2 separate regions of the Macaca mulatta genome follow, and region 1 is linked to region 2. The links are chromatin contacts, called in public Hi-C maps. All regions are on one chromosome and are shown on one strand. Each heading gives the region's core, a stretch centred on a gene start, on an enhancer-like site or on the middle of the called end of the contact. The rest is flanking DNA. Distances are from core to core; before and after follow the strand shown.

Evidence for each region. Hi-C and Micro-C count contacts between places; a contact is called where the count stands out from the background.
Region 1: a contact with region 2 is called in a Hi-C map of fetal cortex germinal zone, with 2.3 times the contacts expected there. The contact joins the promoter of RSBN1L here to the promoter of TMEM60 in region 2. A contact is called at or near these places in 2 of 14 Hi-C or Micro-C datasets (fetal cortex germinal zone and fetal cortical plate).

What each region holds. Positions count from the first base shown.
Region 1 is chr3:141,837,214-141,841,148 of T2T-MMU8v2.0, forward strand. RSBN1L (round spermatid basic protein 1 like) reads right to left here and starts at 1,329. Exons shown (of 8, transcript NM_001257886.1): 1 at 744-1,329. The coding sequence starts at 1,326. It overlaps LOC144339904 (a long non-coding RNA gene), which reads left to right and starts at 1,539. Exons shown (of 3, transcript XR_013415477.1): 1 at 1,539-1,895.
Region 2 is chr3:141,722,226-141,725,846 of T2T-MMU8v2.0, forward strand. It overlaps TMEM60 (transmembrane protein 60), which reads left to right and starts at 1,874. Exons shown (of 2, transcript NM_001193703.1): 1 at 1,874-2,050. It also overlaps a transcript of PHTF2 not described here.

The sequences.
Region 1 (3,935 bases), core at 79-2,578, 110 kb after region 2:
TAATGCTCAAACAATCTGCAGCCGCTTGACCTGTCCAAAAATCGTCAAAGCTCCTGGCTCTTATCATTTGCTGCAGGAAAAAAAGAATATGGCTGAAAATTCTTTCAGAAGGGTGCTATTTCAAACAGGACCACCCAAAACACTTAAGAACACGCAGCGGAGAGTAGGGTGCAGGGAGGGTACCTTACGAAACAGCGCACTTCGGGCCCTGTACGCTACCTCATTTCCCTAATAGGGATGAAAAGCTCAGGCCTCTGGTAGCTTCCAGCTGACGCCAGTGCTCTCTCCACACCCCTTTTTGACAGGATTATCCGGGGTTGAACGCTGTGTCACAAATACGAATTCCCGCGACCACGTCTAAATGGCCTAACAATCAACCGAGCATCTTTTACAAGACCAAACCCTTCCCCCATCCCGTTCCCTCCATCTCTCTCCCTAGCCAAACACACCTAGGGGAGTCCTCAAGATGGATTTTTACAAATCCTGCAGCGCACTAACTGGGAGGAAGAAACGATACAGAAAATAAGAGCGTCGGCCATCCCCTTCTCTGCAACCGAAATTACAGGCTCCATTTCCTATCCCCTTGGGAACTGCAAAATCCTCTGCTGAAAACCGGACGCCTCCCGGCCCGTCCAGGCTGGCGCACGAGGCCGCCGCGCTCCCCCTTCCCGGGCCCCGTGGGCGCCAGTGGGGCGGCGGGGACCCGCGGCACCCTCCCCTCCCCCTCCCCGCACGGCACCCACCTCGGGGCAGCGGCTTCACCTCCCCGTTCTCCTCCCGGGAGGCCCCGCCGGCCTCTCGGGCCCCGCCGAGACCGTGCCTCCTCCTCTCCTTCTCCCGCTTCTCTTTAGGTCTGCGCGACTTAGCGTTAGCCGAGGCAGCGGCGGCGGCGGGCAGAAGGAGATGGTGAGGTTGAGCGTGCAGCAGCGTAGGAGGGACCAGCAGTTTGCGCGGCACCGGCTGAGACAAGGAAGCGGAGGCTGAAGAGGGAACGGCCGTGCCAGCGGAAAAAGAGAAACTGCTCCGAGAAGAGGACGGGGAGGGAGCAGCAGACAGAGGGGCAAAGCTCCAAGACGCGGAGCTGCCATAGCTCTGAGGCGAAGGAGCTGACGGCGGCTGCAGCTGCCTGCTGTTCCCGCCGCTGCCCCCTTCTCCGTTCACTCTCCGCGGTGCCTTCTTCTCCTCAGTCCGGACCTTCTTGGCGGACAGAGAACCCGGAGGGTCCCGGGAGGAGGGCTGCAGCTTGCCAAACGGTTCTTTCTCCGAGACGGTGGCGGTGGGGGCGGAGGCAGCGACACAGTGCACTGGGCTCGGCGGTTCCGCCATTTTGCGCTTCTGTTGTATTTACTCTCCTCCGCTAGCCGGCGCGGGGCAGGGGGCGGGCCCTCCGCGTGGGCTAGGGAAGGGGCGGAGCGACCGGGCCACCGACCGGGACCTCCATTGGGCGAGCCACGCTGAGAGATCCACCTAAGAGCCAATCAAAGGCACAAACATCAGACGAAGGGGCGGGATCGCCAAAGGGACCCTCTTTGGAGGTCAGAGCTCGGCGGGGTGCGGCTAGTGGCGGATTGCTCTGCGAGGGGAGGGCTTTCCACTGTTGCCAGCGTGAACTCGGGTGCCGGGTGGATATCAGGGAAGAATCCCTGCCCTGGACCCCCAGATCTGTCTTGGCCCAGGTAGCGATCGTCTCTGCTGCCAAGAAGACTTTTAGCTTGTACCACTTTCCCTTCCATTTTTCCTGGGGTACCGCTCACCGTGCATCTGCGCGTTCAGAAAGCTGGATTTCGGGGATGCTCAGTTCAGAAGAGAAAAATTTGCCGGGAATCAAGTCCTTCTTTTTGTTAGTCGGTAGTCGATGATGGGAGGTGTTCAAAATCATTTGATGTGGTGACAAGGTACGTTATTATTGCTAGATCATGTGCTCTAATCCATTGAGGGAGATAACTTCCGGCAACTCTAGAACTTTCGGATTACTTACAAGCTTGAAGGAGAGAGTCTGCCTGGATTTGGAGACTTTTTTGAACTGTTGTGGCTAGACCCTTAACATTTTTTATTTATTTATTTATTTTGTTTATTTATTGAGACAGAGTTTTGCTCTGTCGTCGAGGCTGGCGTGCAGTGGCGCGATCTCGTCTCACTGCAACCTCCGCCTCCCGGATTCAAGCTATTCTCCTTCCTCAGCCTCCCCAATAACAGGGATTACAGGCGCCCGACACCATGCTCGGCTAATTTTTGTGTTTTTATTAGAAACGGGGTTTTACCATGTTTGCCAGGCTGGACTCGAACTCCTGATCTCAGGTGATCGGCCCACCTCCTCTTCCCAAAGTGCTAGGATTACAAGCGTGAGCCACCGTGTCCGGCCTTAAGATTTTTATTTTATAATAATTATTATAACTTAGAGTTGCCAAGAAAAATTTGTTGGCGATTATTTATAGATGTTTGAAAGACAAGAATTGTTTTTTTCGATTTCTGTATTTTAGCATTTAGTAAGCACACTGCGTGTTGGATGTTTTGTAAGCATGTGCTTTGATTTTTGCTTCAAAGATAAGCAATTTGGGGAGATGGGTTTTAGCTTAAAAGATAAGGAATGTGGCCAGGCGCGGTGGCTCACGCCTGTAATCCCAGCACTTTGGGAGGCCGAGGTGGGCAGATCACAATGTCAGGAGTTCGAGAACAGCCTGGCCAACATAGTGAAAACCTGTCTCTACTAAAAATACATAATTAGCTGGGCTTGGTGGCACGCCCCTGTAGTCCCAGCTACTCTGGAGGCTGAGGCAGAAGAAGCCCTTGAATCCGGAAGGCGGAGGTTGCAGTGAGCTGAGATCTGCCATTGCACTCCAGCCGGGGTGACAGTGCCAATTTATTCATTTTTTAAAGAATATTTTTAAGAATTTTTTTTTTTTTTCGGCCAAGAGCGGTGAGTGGCTCACGCCTGTAATCCCAGCACTTTGGGAGGCGGTGGTGGGTGGATCACCTGAGGTCAGGAGTTCGAAACCACCCTGACCGACATGGTGAAACCCTGTCTCTACTAAAAATACAAAAAAAAAATTAGCCAGGCGTGGTGGTGCACGCCTGTAGTCCCAGCTACTCGGGAGGCTGAGGCAAGAGAATCACTTGACCCCTGGAGGTGGAGACTGCAGTGAGCCGAGATCGCGCCACTGCACTCCAGCCTGGGCAACAGAGTGAGACTCCATCTCAAAAAAAAAAAATGTTCTGAAGTCAAATTTAATATTGGTTTATGGTCTTATTTTTAGGTGCCTCAAATTTTTTAAAGTAATAAAATTATTGAATGTGTAACATGAAAACTTTCTAATTGGAATTGACTGGCAGCAGATGTCTTCAAGAAAATTAGCATTGGTGGGAGAGTGGACCGAGAGGATTAGGCTGGAAATCATCTGCTAATGCACTAGTTTCGTGACCTTAGTCTGGCTGCTTCACTTGTTAGGTCCTCTGTTTTCTTACCTGTTAAATGAGTAAATTTGATTACATGATCACTAAGGTGCCTTCCACACTCAACTTATGCCATATTCAAGAAGATTTTCAAAATCACTCCGAAACTATTACAATTGAATTCAGTTTTTAATTGTTGACCCTCCTAATCTAGTAAAGTGTCTCTAACATCCATTAATATAGTGCCTGGAAACTTGCACCACTCATTCTCTGATCTCTAGCACACAGGTCTGGAAAATCTGACTTCTTTTTTTCTTTCTTTTTTTTTTTTTTTTTTTTTGTTGAGACGGAGTCTTGCTCTGTCACCCAGGCTGGAATGCAATGGCCAGATCTCGGCTCACTGCAAGCTCCGCCTCCCGGGTTCACGCCATTCTCCTGGCTCAGCCTCCTGAGTAGCTGGGACTACAGGCACCCGCCACCTCGCCCGGCTAGTTTTTTTTGTATTTTTTAGTAGAGACGGGGTTTCACCGTGTTAGCCAGGATGG
Region 2 (3,621 bases), core at 624-3,123:
AGATTCCTCTCCTCTAGGTTATGGAGGTTGAGCCACTGCAACTGATAAGGCATATCCATTTCCTTCTCTTAAAATTTGCAGTCCATACACCATATCCAAGTTAGGATTTCAAATTGTTATACTGTTTTGTGGCTCTTTAGGCTAAAGTGCGCAGTTTCCAGACTCTCAGAATTCCCCTTCCAGTATTAAAAATACGGTGAAAAAAGCCCAGTTTGAAAGAAAACAAACTTTACAAAAATACCTGAAAACAAGATCAAATACTAAGTCTCTAGCCAAAGTCTTGGAGGAAAAAAAATGAAAAAAACGTTTTAAAATGGCAAAAGCTAACCAAAAACTGTAAGATTAAAGTATCACACCTAAAAAGTAGTCTCAAAGCAAGGAGGATATACTATACACAAAGAAAGTAACCGAAAACTACAAAATATTTAATATTCACCATGAATTTCAAAATTACTTGGCATGTAAAGTACGCACTGAGATTAATAAATTGTTCCAGATCCTGCACAGGTTAGTATAAGGCAGTTCCTTGTTTTTGCCACGCTAAAAATAAAAAGGGTGACAGATTAGTGACAGAATGATCCCTGAAGTTACACAAGGAGGTGCTGAGTTAGAAAGCCATGACTCGAAGGACAATACCAGAATGCTGGCTGTCAACACTGGGCAGATAAAAATAAGAAAAACCGAAGCATGCTGTTGGAGCACGGTATTGTTTCCAGACGGGAACTACCCCTTAAGGCCCATGCCTAGCATCTCAGCACCCTCTCCGCCGTGTTGGGATCGGAAAACTCGACTGCCGCCTGCTCAGAGGGGGCAGGGCAGCGACCCTCCTTCCACCTCCGCCAGCGCGCGAGCCGCCGCCCCCCCCCCTCCCCGAGCCCGCTCCTCCGGCCGCTAGCTGACCTCTCCCTGCCCGCCGGGCTAGCCACCCGAGACCCCTGAACGCCCTTCCAGGACCCGACGTCCCCTCAGCACAGCGCTAAGGGAAGGAAGCAAAGGACAGGGGCCTGGGAGCGGGGCCCGAGGGGCGGGTGGCGGTGCTGGGGTTCGGCCCGTCACCATCAAGGCTTGAGGACCGCGCGAGCTCGGGGGGAAGGCGGCTGAGCCTCCGCCACCAGCCGACTGATAGGAGGGGGTCGCGGCTGACTCCGGCCCTCAGGTACGGGAGACTGCCGGGAAAGACGCCGGCGGCGGAGGGCGACGCGCTGGCCCCGGAGCCCCCACCTCCATCCCGACGACCGCTATCCTCCCTCGTCCCGATCCATCCTCGAGATTGTGTCAGAACTCGACGACCTCCACACGGCCCACCCGAGCGCGGAGGTGATGCCGCTCTTACCGTAGGAGCGGGCGCCGCGCCGCTAGGAGGCGGCTGAGGTGCGCGCGGGAGACTCCGAGGCTAGCGCCGCCGCCGACAGAGCCCGAGGAGCCACAACGAGGCTGCCGGCGGGCGCGCTGCCTCCAGAGCGTTGCCCCACCCCCTCTCCCGCAGGATTTTGCGCCGGAGCCTGCAGTCACTGCGCGCGGGCAGGGAGGATGGGAGGAGGGGCGGGGCGTCCCGAGAGGGCGGAGCTGAGCGCCGGCTGCTCTGATTAACATCTGTGGGCCCAATGGGAGCACGGAAACTCCAGGCTGAACTTGGACTGATTTCCCTCCTAACCCGTGACAGTAGAGAGGCGGGACCAATGGGGCTTTTTATTGCCGCCTTTCTGTCCAACCCGAAAGTTAGGAAAGTCGGTTGGTTTACACCGGAGGACAAATGGTCCAATTACCGCGGAAAAGGGACCTCTGAATCCAGATTGGCGTCCTCCCTACCTATAGGATAGGCTCAGGGGCGGTGAGAACCAGCCCCGGATGTGGGCGCGGCACTGAGGTAGGACTGAGAGATCCTATAACGCAGTGTTTTGGGGAGGCGGAACTGAATTTTTTTCTTAATTATCATGTGACGGGTTCTGGATTTAATGGGGGGAAAAGTGCGGAAAAGGACAAGCATCCAAACTGGCGAATTTCCTGATCTTCGCGTCCCTCTCCGCTCTCCGGCCGGTGGCGCTGCCAGGTGAGTCTGGGGCTCTGCCCTAGCCCGCACGGTAGACCGGCGCTGGTCTCCTGATGCTTCCGTGGGCTGTGCGGCCGACCCCCAACCCATCACACAGCCAGCCCCAAACGCGCACACGCCTGCTTGGCTCCAGGGCTTCTGTGCGCATCCAGCAGGAACCGTGGTAAACTCCAACGTGTGCTGGGCCCACAGCCCATAAAAGGGGAGCGTCCGGGTGGGGCGCCGCGAGCCGACTGTCGGTGTTTGCAGAAGGGCAAGTATAGTTTAGGAGCGTCCTGAAGTTCCAGGGGCAAGTAGGCCCCCAGATAAGCTAAGTTGTAAGCAGAACGCTGTTCCTTTGGCAAGGCCGTTGCTGCAAGGCTTTTCAAAAGCGACTCATTATGAAGAATAAATATGTGGACTCATGAAGCAAAATTATCTTTGGGATGAGGCAGGTTCACTTGGTAGAGTACTGGCAGTGGCGAGAGAAGGGAAATGGGGGCTGATACCCACCCGCGGGCGATGTGGGTGGGGCTCTATATATTTCCATAACGGGGTCACTCCGAAGGTTTTAAAAATGAATAAGGAATCATTAACAAATATTTAAGTGTCTTCCTAGTGCAGGAAATAGCCACCTTAAATGGGAAACATTTTAGTTGAGCACATTTTTGGAGTACGCACCTCCCCCTTTCATGTGGAGAGAATAGTAGGAAACATAACGACTGCCCAAATTGATGAAGACGTAAATGTAAAACTGGGATCGTATGTCATCGTTGTAGCTCAGCCTACAAGCGTACAATCCTTCAATCGTCATTTAAGTATCAGCAGTGCTTCCCCACTGAGGGTATTTTCGTGCAAGAACATAACAGAATTTTGTTACATCCCACATTATAAATCTTGTAGGCACGATAAGATTGTTACTTGCATCCTTTCACCTCCAGCCTTAAAGCACCTGTGGTGAGTGCAGCCAAATATAAGAAAAAAATGAAGCTTGTCTTATCCGATGGCAGATGGAACAGTTAGGTTTAAGCAAATGTATAATCGTAAACCGTTTTTCAGAGGTTCACAAAAACGGCCAGATAGATTGGAGATGGGGATTGTGCAATTTACAGGATGAAATCCATCCATGGTTATTAATCAACACACACCCATCCAACCCTGCTTCCAAATTCAGTCCCACATCCCACTATATGGCAGCCTCTGGCCGGGAAAGGAAACCAACACAGAAAAATGCCTCCTTAGGAGCAAAAGTACTGCAGTATGAAGCCTGTGCCAATTAAGTAAACAAGTTTAAGTGCCACTAGATGGGTATAAGGGAAACGAGGTGAGTTAGGAGACTCATACTTAACTGTTGAAATAGAACAGATGTGTCCTCTTGCACCGTGATAGCCATCCACTATTTAAAGTAGTATAGATGTTGCACAGTACATCAAAGTTAGTTCTAAAACATAATTGAGCACGCTAATCTAGGGTATTTGGCTCAATTAGCCAGTTTCTTCACCTTTTCTCTATTATCTTCCTGCATCTTTCCTCCTACCACGCATGCTTTTGTTCCTATGGGTAGCACCTTCTGATCTTTTTCTCTTTCCATC